Regions from separate parts of the Sus scrofa genome. Here all the other regions are linked to region 2. Evidence: chromatin contacts called from public HiChIP or PLAC-seq data. All regions are on one chromosome and are shown on one strand. The core of a region is the stretch at or near the end of the contact, and the rest is flanking DNA. Distances in the headings are between cores, read along the strand shown.

Region 1 (4,266 bases), core at 136-2,635, 67 kb after region 2:
CTATGATATTGAAGAAAAAAAAAAAAAGAGTTCCCTTCATGGCTCAGCAGTTAATGAACTGGACTAGAATCCATTAGAATGTGGGTTCCATCCCTGCCTCACTCAGTGGGTTAGGGATCTGGCATTGCCATGAGCTGTGGTGGTAGCTCGAATCCTGCATTGCTGTGGGGTAGGCCAGCGGCTGTAGCTCTGATTTGAACCCTGACCTGGGAAATTACATATACAGTGGTTGTGGCCCTAAAAAAATAAAATATATATATATATTCTGCTATATTTTACAAGCCTCTCACCAACTGGAGATAACTTTAATCCAGAGCTGAAGCTCAGGGCAGAGATGATTTTGGGGACTGAGGTGTGGAATTCAGGAATAAGTAACCAACCGCTTTAACAAAAAAGTTATCATTTAAAATAAAATGGTAAATTTTTTGTCATTTTTACTTGAGGGGACAAATTGTCAAAATGTTTTCAAAACCAAAAGAATGACAGCTCTCAGATGGGAGGAGGAATAAGAGAATTACCTAATCTAAGAGAAAACATTACACGTTGTGTTAAAAAAACTTTGCATTGAACAAATAAATGCATCACCTCTAAAAGCTCCTTGTGCCTGCTAAGATCTGGACTTGGCCCTTCTTCTAATTTAGTAATTGCTACACAGTTGATTTGGGATAAACTGTTTCTATGGCGTTTGCCAACTGGGCTGGGGTGGTCTCCGGAAGGATTGAAGGTCCCAAAAGAAAGACGAGGGAACTGGCTTTCCTACGTGGTTTAAATTGTAGGATGTCGAGAGTTACTCCTTGCAGTGTCGGTTACGGTGCCTGATTTTGGGAACAACTCGATGGGCCTTTAGAGTCCAGCCTGTCCGCGCTCTAGACCTCAACTTTCCCCTCTGTAAAATGGAGCAGGCGATCGCTACCGTAGAGAGGAAGAGTACAGGAATTACTACCCGCAGCCCCAATGTGAAAGCAGCCATCCAGTTAGGACAGGGAGGAGGCGGCGCCGAGAGGAGCGAGAACAGGGCAGTTTGCAGGAAGTGCTTCAGGGTAGGGAGGGGAGACAGAAGGCGGAGGCGGGAATGTGAAAGCCGAGCCCTAGCTGCGGAGTTAGTACCAGAGCTCAGGGGAGGCGGGGCAAAGCTGGGGTGAAGGGGTTAGTCAGTGGATGGGCAAGACAAGCCACCTCCCCCGGAGAGAGGGCTGGGTGCGGGGGAGACTCTGAGGTGGCGGCTGAGGAACGTGGGGGGAGGGGGGAAGCGAATGCGCTCAGGAAAGGGGCGGGAAGCGCGCGCCCACCGCACGCATGCGCGCGCCCAACTCCTCCAGGTCGCGGGCCTGGGCTTCTGAGCGCGCGCCTAGCGCCGACGGTGCGGACGTTACAGGAGGTGGAGCCACGGGGCCCCTCCCCGCCGGGACCTGGCAGTCTTGCTGCGCGTCTCTCGAGGAGGCGGGTTACCACTTGTTTCTTCAGTGGGGATTTAGGAGGCAGGGAGAGGGAACTCGTTTCCCTCCTTTGCTCTTTTCGTTCCCCTCCCCCACGAAGAATGGGGCGGGAGGTCCTGGGCGTGTCAGGGAGAGTCCGCTCCGGGTTTTCCCGCCCACTTTAACTCTGTGAGCGCTTCGACCGCGCGGCGTTTCACTCCACCCGGCGCGTCCGAGCCCTCCGCCGGAACTCGTTCCGCCTCCCCCTCCCACATCTTTCTCCAAGAATGGAAAGTGGGAGCTCGGACCTCTTTCCCTGAGCTCCTCAGACTAAGCAGACATTCGCTCTCTTTTCGGAGTTCCAACTCCGACAGTCCCTGGCAGCTAGAATTCTCAAATCACGTCGCTCTGAGGGACTACTTGACGTCTCCGTGCGCCCGGTAGTGCGGCCACGCTCTGAGCTCTTCCTGGAAACTCCCGCCTCGGGGAGCCAGGAGAGCCCGGCCGGGGGAGGGGAACGGAGGGGGCGCACACGCCCCCTGTCCCGGGGGAGGCTCCGCGCCCCCGCCCTCCTCCCGGCGGGGAGGGGAGGGAAGGCGCGAGAGGGGGAGGGGAGGGTACGGAAACGAGGAGGGGGGTGGCTTCCCGCCCCACCCCCACCCCCACCCCCACCCCCCGCCTGGAGAACAACGGGTTCCCGCTGCTGCCCCCTGCTGCCCATAGCGCCCCGCACCCCACGGTCCTGCCCGGCCCCGAGAGGGGCGTGGGGGGCGCCGCAGCCGCCCTGGCCGTGGGAACCAGAGCCGAGGCTTATAAGAACTGACTGGTTTCCTGTCAGAAAACTTCGTTAGAGAAGCCCGTTGGGCCAATTTGGTCCCAGGCAGAGTTGGCCACATTTCCCTACAGCTCGGTGACCTCCCTTCTACTTTAAAACAACGGTGAATAATCTTGAGGGAAGCAATCGGTTGATAAAACCAAGAGCTACACCACGTTGTACCGCTCTGACTCAAAGGAAATTAAACAAAATACTGATTGTGGGGAATTTTTAAAGGGCTACCAAGAGGAGGAACTCGGGTTTTTCAAGTGAAAGCTTTTTTTTTTCTCTCTCTGTATGTACACAAAGATGTAAGTCGTGAGTTTTTTACAGCAGTACATCTGCTTGTAAGCGTACTTGAGTTTGTGGTTTAAAAAAACCTTCGTGAACTTTTTAAAAGACGTTTGTTTCTGAATCCAACAGGAAAAAAACCAATTCGAAAAAGCCTGAAAAAGTTCAATTAGAATAGCAGCCACATTTCAACATTTCCCAGATTTTGCAATATTAAACTGTGAGGGTTTGTGCCAAATTTTAAGGCAAGAATTCTTACTGCCAAATTACAAATTTCTCAAAATGAGGGGTGTTCAACCAAATTGCTGCCAGACCCCATAAACAGGCACTAACAGCACTGCTATAATTACACCTTATTATCTCCCTCGCAGCCTTACTTGATTCCCTGCCGGATAAAATCCTCATCCCGGGTGTCACTAGCTGGCCTTTTTCTGGGGCTGAACAATCACACACTTCCCATGCCTCAGTTCCTTCAACGCCTCTTAAGCTGTATAACTGATCTCCTTCAATTCCATTCTTCACAGTCCATCTCTCCCCAAAATGCAACCCAATCAGGTTATTTTCACCCCAGCTTCCCTAGAGACTAAGAAATGAAGATGAAAACAAATTTATCAGAATTACAAGAAAAATTTCTTTGAAGAAAAGGATTTAGGCCAAGAAACCAAATTTGTTGTTTAACTCAAGTGCCCTACAGGGATTTAGCATAGTGGGTTGAATGTAGTTAAACCAGCTTAATCACCTTCTTTGTTCTGGGCACTTTGCATTTATTTAATGTTGTATTTTAACACGATTTGACACAACCTAAACTAATTTCCCCTATTAGTAGATGCTACACTGTAGACCATACAACATAACCAGACATAAGTTTCTGTATGGAACCTTTGACTTTGGATAGAATTCTATACTAAACTGCTATATGACCAAGACTAAACAAGTGGGGGTTTTAGGGGGGGAGGGGTGGAAAGGAAGTCATGTTTTCATTTTTTTTTAATCCAGAGATTTAAAAAACACAAAAGATTGGCCATTGTACTCTAATTAATTCTTTTGGTGAGATCTATAGCTCTACAACCCTTATGAAGAGCCACATTTACTCATTTTTGTCTGAAAGTGGGTTTGTTTCAACCGGGGAAAAAAGGAAGAGAGCATGCTGGATCTCATGCCCCATAGATTCTAACTCTTCTACCCTTTACTCTTCCTCTTAAATAACAATTCTATCCCGCTTCTCACCAGCCCCAGATTGAGGGGCATTCATTCACAAATGACTCTTGAGCTTCCTTCTGAGTGTCTGCTTCCTTATAAAGCCAAAAACCTCAATACTAAGGCTCAGTGAATTAAGGCTTGTAAAGATGCAGGCCAAAAACCTAAATGCCTGGGAGAAATAATCTCTTTTCTGTTCTACCTTTACATTTTTTTCCAACTGTGCAAGAATAATATCTGTCTTTTACTATGTGTGAGAGAGGCACTGTCCTAAGCTCTTTTATGAATGAACTCCTCACAACAGGCGTAAGAAGTGGGTACAATTGTTGCTGCTATTTTACAGATAAGGAAATTGAGTCATAGAGGTTAATTGGCACAAGATCACCCAGGATGGAACTTAGAGAGCTAGGATTTAAACTCAGGCTGTTTCTATTGTGCTTCTCATCATCCAAGCTGGTTATCTGTTTAACTGTCCATTGATTGAAGAGTCACCATTAATTCACCATCTTTTTTTTTTTTTTTTTTTTTCACTTTTTAGGGCTGCACCCA
Region 2 (4,977 bases), core at 2,455-4,954:
CACCCAAAGGCAGAACAGACAAGCTTCCAAACAGGGACTGTACCTACTTTCCTACCATTTACCCAGCAGAAAACATAGTACCTAGTACATAGATAAAATGCTCAGATACTTGTTTAATGATTGAAAAACAAATCGTTGTATGGCAAAAGTTGGTTTAAAAAAAAAAAAAAAAGCATTTGCTTGAATATTCCGAAGTCGAAAGAATTCAACTTTTGTGTTTAAATGAGCCTGACATACCCCAAACTATTTTATTTCTTTTGATAGTTGAAGTTAAATTTCTCAGCCTCCCCTCAACACTGCAAAAAAAAAAAAAAAGGGAAAAAATGAGGAGAAAGAGATATGACCCAGAGACAAGAGAATGTTCTGTTTTCTAAGACAAAATTTATGCCTCAGACACTAAATCCAATTTAAAAATCCCCTATTTCTTGCCCAGATGTAGAACATTATGAAAGACATGGAGTCAGGGCACAGAGCTCTAAACCTGCCATCTGACACAACTATTTTCAAAATTCCCAGCTCAACGAAAGAGTAGAAAACCAGTTCTAGGATGGGAAGGGAATACATCTAATTAGGCCGTACAAGTGAAAAAAACATCTCATAGCACAAAGTACAACTTGGTACTGCTGGGGGGTGGGTGGGGTGGAGGGCAGACATAAGGGAGCTTTTCCCCGCCTCTTTGAAAAGATAGACAACTCCACAGAATATCAAATATGCCTGACCAAAGCCTTGAAGACAGAACATGATGAAGAGGTTAGAAGCACGGAATAAAAGAGAATGCATAAAAATGTACCTAAAAGTTGTAGTGTCTAAGCAAATCTTAAATATCACTGTAGATCATATCTTTATCTTCTTGGAAGATACAAATAAATGGAACTTAAAATGCAGAGAAGAAAATTGGTCAACCTCTATTTCAAAACTCTAAAACGACCGATGACAAAACAGAAAACTAGTCTTTTTGATATTCCAGGAACAAATGATAAATCTCACCAAACCAAGCCTTTAGGAGATAGTCCCTCTTCTCAAGACCATCTTCATCAAGGAAAGATGTCAGCTTCCCTTTAAATTGAGCTGCTCTCCCAAAGTTCAATTAACAAAAGAAAGTGTTAACAAGATTCAACACGTAAACAAAGAACGAGGCCAGCCTCCCTTAAAACAGAACACTTGAATATGAAATTCTCTCAGAAAGCTTCCAGTTCTCAGAAAGTTTTCTCCTACCCCCTCGGATAAAGATCCCACATTTGCCACTCAATAAGAAGCTCAGTAAAATAATTTCAATTCTGCAAAGCGAACAGGGTCAAAATTACTCAAGACAAACACATCTTCAGAGCCATCAAAGAAGTCATTTATACCATCAGGAAAGTCACAAAACCAAAACAAACAGCAAACCCATTGTAGAGAAAAACTCAGCTAGTGTTCTGACAACACAGAATCTATTTCAGGCTGCATAAAACATAACAAGCAAAATAAATCCAAGGTACAAGCAAAATGCCACTGCCTCCTCTTTTGTTTCAGGCACAATGTAACAAGGGCAGCCTGTCTGGGGCTCTGCTCCTGCTGATACAGTATTGCTGCTTAAACCTCCCTCCTCAAGGTCACAGCCAATTTCAGCTCTGGAATAAAAAGCAGATAGTGGCAGCGATGGTTTGGGTTATCACTGGCAGAAAAGCAGAGTGTAAAAGTTTATGAGCTCATCAGGATTGTTGTACCATTACATCAGAGGCAATTATAAATGGCCAAGAGCAGGAGATGGGGAGCCAATCAGATCACAGATAGGATGTCAACCTAAGACCAACTGTCTCCTGGCTTTGACAGAAGGATTTTACCTCCATAATTCAAATCCCAAACCAAAGCAATCTGCACTTACTACTCCAATCACTCAGCTGTTTACCAGCACTTCCAGGGAGAAGCCCAGGCCACTGGGCGGACAGAGACTAAGACAGGAGACGGCCCGGGCTGCCCTGGGTGAACCGCAGCCGGCCTCTAGCTGCCCCCAAGCAGGCCCCTGCCCAACCTCGAGGTCCCCCGAGCCCGAGGGGCCCCTCCTCGAAAGCACACTTAGGGGACGGCCCAGAGGAAGGTGGGGGGGGCGGGCAGAGAAGAGCAGCAGGTGAGCAAGAAACTGTTCACCCAACTCCCGAGCTCCTAGCACTGCCTACACCCTATCCTGACCCCCCAACACCCCCTCACCTCGGGCTGGGCCCTTTCCTGCACACTCTGCCCCGCACCCCCTTGAAGACCCCCGGAGCTGGAAGGGACCAGGGTAGAGGGAGAAGGGAAGCAGACACTTCTGGGAAAGCCCCACACAAAGGCTGAAGGGAGGGAAAGAGAGGAAGGCAGACAGGCAGCCATTTTAAGAGAGAAGAGCCAGACAATGGCAGCTCCCCAGCAGTGGGGGCCTCGGACTGGGGGTAACCCACGGCTCGGGCCTGCTCCCCGCAGCTGCCACCCACTCCCAGGACCCCGTTCGCCCCAGCCCCCTCCCCTCTCAGCCATGTACCTGCGGGGTCCGGGCGAGCGGCTGCCCCCCGCCGCCGCTGCTCCCAGGGCTCATGGGCGCGTGGTGGCTCCTTTGTTGGGCCCCTCCCGAGGCGGCCGCCACAGCCGCGGCAGCAGCAGCAGCCCCCCAGCACTGCGAGGCCATGTCCGCCGGGCCCTTGCCCGCGCCTCCGTCCTGGGGCCCGCCGCCGTAGTCGCCCCCAGGGTAGCCCTGGTAGCCCCGGGCCGAGCTGGGCGACGTGAGCAGTTGGTTGAGGGTGGGGGTGGCGGTGGGTTGGGGGGTTCCCCCTCCGGCCGCTGAGGGGCCGCCTCCCCCCATGGCCCCGAAGCGCTGCTGAGCGAAGGACGAAGACGACGAGGAGGCGGAGGCGCTGGAGGAGGGAGGCGGCTTGGAGCCGGCGGCCGCCGCCGCGCCGGAGCCCGGAGTGCCACCTCTCGGGGAGCTCAGCGCGTAGGCCTGGGGGGGCGGGGGGTAGGCGCTGCGGTTGGGGTAGTAGGAGTTGTACTGGTGGTTGGGGAAGCCGTGGTCGTGCGAGTTCTGCTGGGGCCCCGCGTAGGGCTCCAGGCCCCCGCCGCCGCCGCTCTGCAGCGCTGCCAGGCCAGGGCTTTGTTGTCCGCCATGTTGTTGGTGGAAGACGGCGGCCGCCGCGGCGGCGACGGCAGACGGGCTCCGGCCGTAGGGTTGCCCGAAGCCGTAGGCTGGGGGCGGCAAGGCGGCCGCCGCTGAGTGAGGAGGCGCCCCCACCCCATCGCTGCTGCCGCCACCGCCGCCGCCGGGCGGCTCCGTGAGGTTATTGTTCAGGGCGGGCCTAGGGCCCGCGTTCCCGTTCGAGTTCTTCAGGTCCGGCTCCGCACCGGGCCCGCCGCCGCCACCGCCGGCTCCGCCGCCGCCGCCGCCGCCACCCCCATTGCTCTCGGCCCCGTCCTGCAGCTCCTTTCCCAGTGGCTGCGGCGGCCCCACGGCGGGGCCCTCGCTTTCCTGCCCGGCGGCTGCCTTCATTTCCCCGCGCTCGGCCGCTGCCGCCGCCGCCTCGCCCCCCGCCTCCTCCCGCTGCTGCTGCTCCGCTTTCTTCAGCTCCGAGGGCGGCGGCGGCGGGTTGCCCAGGTTGCTGGCGGCGGCGGGGGCGACCTGCGCGGCCATGATCCCCGCTGTCTCGTCCGCGGAGAGACCCGGCCCTGTCTTCGTCTTCTCCCCCCTCCCACCCCGCCCCGGGGCCGAGTCCCCCGGGCTGCCCTCCCCACCCGCCCGGGCGGGCCTCGCGGGGCTCCGCTGCTGCGCTGCGCTCGCTCGCTCGCTCCTCTCCCCCCCGCCCCGCCGGCTCAGGCTCCGGGCTGGCGGCGGCGGAGGAGGAGGAGGCGGCGGCGGCGGCGGCCGAGGCGCCGGCGGCTCAGCTGCTCCCGGCTCTGTAGGCTCGGGACCCGGCTCTCCCGGCTCATTCCCCCCAAGCCCTTGCCTGGGAATGAGGGGGGCGGTGGAGGCTCCGCTCCCCAGGGCCTGGCCCCGCTGTGACTCTCCGCTTTCTGCTGCCGGAGAAAGGAGGAGGGAGGGAGGGGAGGGAGGGAGGCGAGGGGGAGGGGGGCGGGGAGGGAGGGAGCGGGGGGAGGGGGACCCGGGACGGGCGGGCTTGAGGGCGCGCGGCAGCAGCCCCGGCGCCGGGAGGCAGAGTCGGAGCGTGGGCCGGGCCGGGCGTCCTGCCTCCCCTCCCCGGCCTCGGCGCGGGCTGAGGCTGCTGCGCGGCAGCGGGCGAGCGAGCGGGCGGGCGGCCGGAGTGAGCGGCTAGAGCGCCCCACTCTCCTCCGAGTCCCCCTCACTCCGACACGAGGCTCAGCACTGCCATTTTACCCAGCGCCGTCGCGGCCTCCTGGCAAACCCGGAACGGAGCGCGGAGCGGGCGCAGGCCGTGGAACGGACTCGCTCCCTTCCCCTTACAAAGGAGGAGGGGAGAGAACCAGCCGCGGCGACGGCAGGCCCTCTGCCGCTTTCGCTCGGCAGCGCCGCCGCCGAAGCTTCGGGGAAAACCCGGCCCGGAGCTCACGCCTCTCCGGAGCCTGTGTCGCCTCCCTCCCGGCGTTCCTCCTTCTCCGGGTCGGTCCCTTCCAGGCCGCGCGGAGGTGAGCGGGCAGTGTGAACTTTACTCGCGGCTGCAAAATTGGCCTGAGCCCGAGACCGCGGCCGCCTCGGCCCGGGCCTGACCCCCTGGCAGCCAGCCTGGTCTCTTGGCTGCTACTTAGCACCTCTACAGCACTTTGCTTCTTCAAAGCCTTTTGCAAACCCGCTCCAAAGACCCAGCTGAGCCTTACATTTTTATCCCCTTTGCAACCTGCATGAAATGACAGATCACTGTTTCAGACGTTCAGTTTTCCCACTCCTCTGCCCTCATTAGCTGGTCCTCACAAGGCCCTGGGGGCATGAGGTCCATTATCCCCATTTTACAGAATCTTAAGACTTCTTGAGACTGCCCTGTGAAAGGGCAGAGGAGG
Region 3 (4,425 bases), core at 111-2,610, 80 kb before region 2:
TACCCAACAGTTCCAATATCTGACTCGCTGAATCGAAAGGATTCGCGGGAACAGGCACAGCCAGCCTCACACGTCCGCTGGTTGCCTATCCTAGCGTTTATTCACTTTTTCCCTTCTTTCACTTCCCACCCACATGCAGAGGAGTTGGGAACAGAAGAGCACGTAACCCACCTCTGCCTCTTCACCAGGCTTCCATTCTTCCTTTCCTCTCTCTAGAGTCAAGCTCTAGACCCAGCGACAACAGAAGACGTGCAGCCTACCCTTAACTTACAGGTAAACCGAGTGAAAATAAAACCAGTGAGCTCCCTCTCTGCTCATTGAGGGCCTCACTTCCCAACAACCCCTCTAACGAAATCACAGATTCTGAACTGGCAGGGCACTTAGAGAGCAACCAGTTTTACCCTGTTTTCCTGTGAGATAAATATGCCCAGGGTAATAAAATCTCCAGAGTTTTTCCACCAGAGATCTCATTACACCCCATGAGGCCTGTGTAATTACAATCGCCATTTTATGGATGTGGAAACTGAGGCTCGCTGGGGTCAGGTGGCACAGCCAAAGCAATATTTAAAGAGAATGTCTTTTCTTTTCCTTTTTTTCCCTTCTGAAACCTCATAGTCTACCAGCCCTCACTCCTGCCAAAAGGGTTGCAGTCTTCCAGAAACTGGATTACAAGCCGGGTCTCCAAGCCCAGTACTTGTCTGACAGCGCAAGCTCTTGCTGTTTGTACTCAAGGCAGGGAGGGCCCAATCTGGGCCGATAGGAAAACCTGTGGAATTGGAGCCCTAGTTTCTCTGGATAAGATTAACATCCTCTGTGGGGTAGGGAGGTCGCTCTGACCCAAGGTCCTCAGGACCAGAGGTTTTGCTAGCTGCCGCGAGGCAGAGGCCATCTTTCCCAAGCCCAGCCGGGTCCGAAGCCCGTTCTCGCGTTCTCCTTTTCGGACGTAGTCCCAACCAGGGACTGGGCATCTCCTCTCCACAAAGGGGACACGGCTCAGCGGTTAACTCCCGAGGGAACCGGTGGGGCCCGGTCCGGCCTAGGGCCGGAAGGCAGGGGCGGGCTGCAGGCTGTAAAGGAAGAGGCGGCACTGGGAGGCCGCTATGGCGGAGGGGCGGGGCTCCTCGCTTCTCGCGGCCTCCGCCTCATTTCCCTCGGCCTCCGTTTGACAACTTCCCTCCCCCTGGAACTCCTAGGCTCCCAAGCTGGCGCCGGGTCCCCGGCACCCGCTGCTCTCAACCTCCCAGGCGGGGCCCGAACCTTAGCTCGTCCATCCGGGGCCCCGAGCGGTCGCGCCTGCGCACTGGCTCCGCCGATGGCGGCCCCGCCCCGCTCCTGCCGGGATTCTGAGCTGCCCCGCCCCCCTCCGCGGCGGCCATGTTGACTCCGGGCGAGTGGGGCGGGGACGAAGGATCTCGCGGTTCCGCGCCAACCCCACCCCCACCCCACCCCCGCATTGGCACCTTCCTGCCTTGGTGACACCTGAGGAATTCCAACTCCTCAAGCCCCTTCCCCCGCCTTCATTTAGCCCGTCGGGGCTGCTGGCTTAGAGTCGATGCTCTTGGCCCAGTTCCGCCCCGCAAACACCAACTGAGTTGCCCTGTGGGCCGAGGCTCTCGGAGTTGGGGGCTGCCCTGCGGCCTCTTCGCAGAAGCCCGAGCCGCACTTTCCCTGCTGTTCGGCAACAACAGGTCAGCACAGGGCCTGGAGCAATAGCTGTTCTTCTTTGAATAGAAAAAGAAGCCTTTTGGGGTTTCTGTGGCCAGCAGCGGCACCGTGCGTCCTGGTTGTGAAGAAAGTGGGGGTTCCCCCTGGCTTTCCCCTCCTCCAGCTACTAAAGACCTGTCCTGCTTCGGTCCTCAGCCCCAGCTCAGGTGACTAATGAGGATGGTGAAGGAAACTTTAGAGGACCCCCCCACACCGCCCCGGGACTCCTTCAAGCAGTTTCTCTCGTAGGAAGCGGGGCCAAAAAAGAAAAAAAAAAAAGAAGAAGCAGCTAACTCAACAAAACTGTCTGTTAGGGAGGAGCGGCCAGTTGGTGCCCCTGTAACGGAAACTGTTAGAACAACTTTGCACCCTCCTTAAAGGAAATAGATAATAAATCCTTCTCCGTTGGTGGATTTCTCATTTCTCAGGATTCCAAAGCCCTCTGTGGTTTCAGTTATCTGCCCTCCAAACGAAGCTAGGGTCTGTGTTAGCTTCTGGCCACAGCCCTGGCTGAGGGAGGGGTTTATCTTCCGCAGCAGCTAATAGGGTGGGAACAAAAGAACTGTTTGCTATCTCTCCAAGCAATGACAACTAGCCCACAGCAGTTCTGGGGGGCCAGAGACTGGATCTTTTGATTCTTTATTGCTCATTTTAGGTCCTGAGACCTAAACTTCCTCAGGTTTTGTTGCGTTTAAGGTGGATAAATCACATTTTCATCCTGGTGTGTTGGAGGAGAAGGGGTAAAATGGAGTTTAAAAGACTCTTCTCCCAGGTTTTATGGTGACATACCTTGTTCTCAAAAGCTCCAGAGGCATGTGAGTGAATCAGCAAAGCTGTGGGGCACACTGCTGACTGGGGCCTAAGGTTGTGGCTTGAATCTCTAGAAGTCTATGAGGCTCCAAGCAGCACTCTGTTTGCAGAAACAAAATTGAGAAATGAACTATCCTTCCTTTGTGAGAAAGACATGCATTCTTAAGGTTCCCTCTGTCCACATCAAGTTTCCTCAAAAATCTATTTGTAAAAAGGACAGGGGCCTCTTCTGACAAGTCAGAATGTTTTCTAAAGCTCAGCTGTCATCCTTCAGATCTTCAGCTCTACTTTCTTGCAATTTCTCCTTCCTTTCCTTCTCAACTACCCACCCCCTCCTCTTCCGCTCTGTTTCCTGTTTCATTTTCTGGCTCCTGCTCCGACTGGAAAACAAGGAAGCTGAATCTCTGCTCTGAAAGCTCTGGCTTATCAGAATGGAAGAAGACTAGGTGGGATGGGAGGGGGGTTCTGGGCCTCCAAGGCTGTGAGTAAGTAGTGGAGGAGGCAGCTCACTCCAGTCTGCGTTTAGAGTCTGCAGCTAAAATGGAGCCTGTATCTACACGGGGAACCAGCTGAGCGGCCAGCACTGTGGGAGAGCCAGGGAGGCAGAGATGTATCCCAGGGCTCCCAAATTATTCTCCACCACCCAGCCACTTATATTAAGAAGGAAATACCAAAGGAAAAAAAAAAAAAAAAAAGCAGCAGCAAATATCCTACACCACCAAGAAAAACTCTCATAATTCAAATTCCCAACTGAACAATGCAAGCGGTGCATTACTATTAGTAGGGTCCTAGAATGTAAGAGTTACATTTCTGTTTCTTGAACTTGCCTGGCTCTGATCTTGCTGTTTACCATGCTTGAAATGCTTCACTGCCAACCACCCCTTGGCCAGCCCACTACATTCAGGTCTTAGCTGAAAAGACCTGAACAAAGAGCTGATAAAGATGGGCTATTATAACTCTCTAAACAAAAAGTGGAGCAAATGATTTTCCCACTGAAGATGTGAAGGAAGTTTTGTAGTTCTCATGGAACACTTTACTTCCCTGGAGCAACTAGACAGTGCATTTCTCCGTAGCTGCCTTGCCTTGCTCTGTCACCACATCTGGATGTGGCCTTGGCCATCTCTCAGTAACTCAATTTCCAGACACTAAACTTTCCATGGCTCTAATCTGATGGGAAAGATGGCACAGCTAATCCTGATCTTGGCTTTGAGGCCACATCATTATGGGACAAAAATGACCATACTGGCCTCTGACTCTGTCAACTGTTAGCAGGCAGGACTAATGCCTTTGATGACAGGCAGCTGTGCCTTACCAGAACTTTATGGTACTTTTAGTGTGGATACTTTTTGTGGGCATTCGCTGGCAGTTTCCAAGGATGCTGGATGACGCATCCATCCTGAAACTAGAGGATGGCACCAATCAGGTCTTGGACGTTTACCAGAAGTCTCAGCCATGTATGTATCACTTGAGGATGGCCACCTGCAAAGCAAGTGAACGTTCCTGGGCCAGGGATTGAACTCGTGCCACAGCAGGGACCCAGGCCGCTGCAGCAACACCGGATCCTTAACTTGCTGCACCACAAGGGAACTCTGGTGTTTGCCTTTTAGTAGTTACAAAACCTTGACCCCACCGAGAGGTCTAGTGGGAAGGGCCTTAGCCACTTGGGGGTGGTAGTAGCTGCAAGGCAAAAGAGCCAATGAGGTTGAGAGTATTGTTTAGGCTGGACTTGGCTGCTCTCCAGCTATGAAAGAAGGTTAAGGTCATTTAGGGGGTGGGAAGGGAGGAGCCTGGGAAAAGAACTACTGGCCACACCCCTGGGTTCTCTACTGGCGAGGTTCTATTTACTTCTCAAAAGCAAATTACTCACAGCTCAGTGGCTAGCTGTTCTTTAGGCCTGTGGTAACTCCAGTC

What was found. HiChIP or PLAC-seq counts read pairs in DNA pulled down with a chosen protein or histone mark.
Region 1: a contact with region 2 is called in an H3K27ac HiChIP or PLAC-seq map of skeletal muscle. The contact joins the enhancer-like site here to the promoter of ARID1A in region 2. A contact is called at or near these places in 4 of 5 promoter capture datasets (fetal liver, fetal skeletal muscle, liver and 1 more), 32 of 47 Hi-C or Micro-C datasets (alveolar macrophages, blood, brain and 15 more) and 2 of 2 datasets of contacts at active chromatin or transcription factors (alveolar macrophages and skeletal muscle).
Region 3: an H3K27ac HiChIP or PLAC-seq map of skeletal muscle shows a contact between it and region 2. The contact joins the promoter of PIGV here to the promoter of ARID1A in region 2. A contact is called at or near these places in 5 of 5 promoter capture datasets (fetal liver, fetal skeletal muscle, liver and 1 more), 30 of 47 Hi-C or Micro-C datasets (adipocytes, adipose tissue, alveolar macrophages and 15 more) and 2 of 2 datasets of contacts at active chromatin or transcription factors (alveolar macrophages and skeletal muscle).

What each region holds. Positions count from the first base shown.
Region 1 is chr6:83,980,275-83,984,540 of Sscrofa11.1, reverse strand. No RefSeq gene overlaps it. Among named protein-coding and RNA genes, the nearest start is that of ARID1A, 67 kb to the left of the region's middle. Within about 2 kb of position 1,385, at least 82 of the 83 cell types and tissues checked have an H3K27ac peak or open chromatin away from gene starts, as enhancers often do. A contact at or near this core is called in alveolar macrophages, brain, differentiating spermatogonia and 11 more, where this site is marked.
Region 2 is chr6:84,048,456-84,053,432 of Sscrofa11.1, reverse strand. It overlaps ARID1A (AT-rich interactive domain-containing protein 1A), which reads right to left and starts at 3,704. Exons shown (of 20, transcript XM_021095630.1): 1 at 2,498-3,704. The coding sequence starts at 3,637.
Region 3 is chr6:84,126,846-84,131,270 of Sscrofa11.1, reverse strand. It overlaps PIGV (GPI mannosyltransferase 2), which reads right to left and starts at 1,360. Exons shown (of 4, transcript XM_003356221.4): 1 at 1,258-1,360.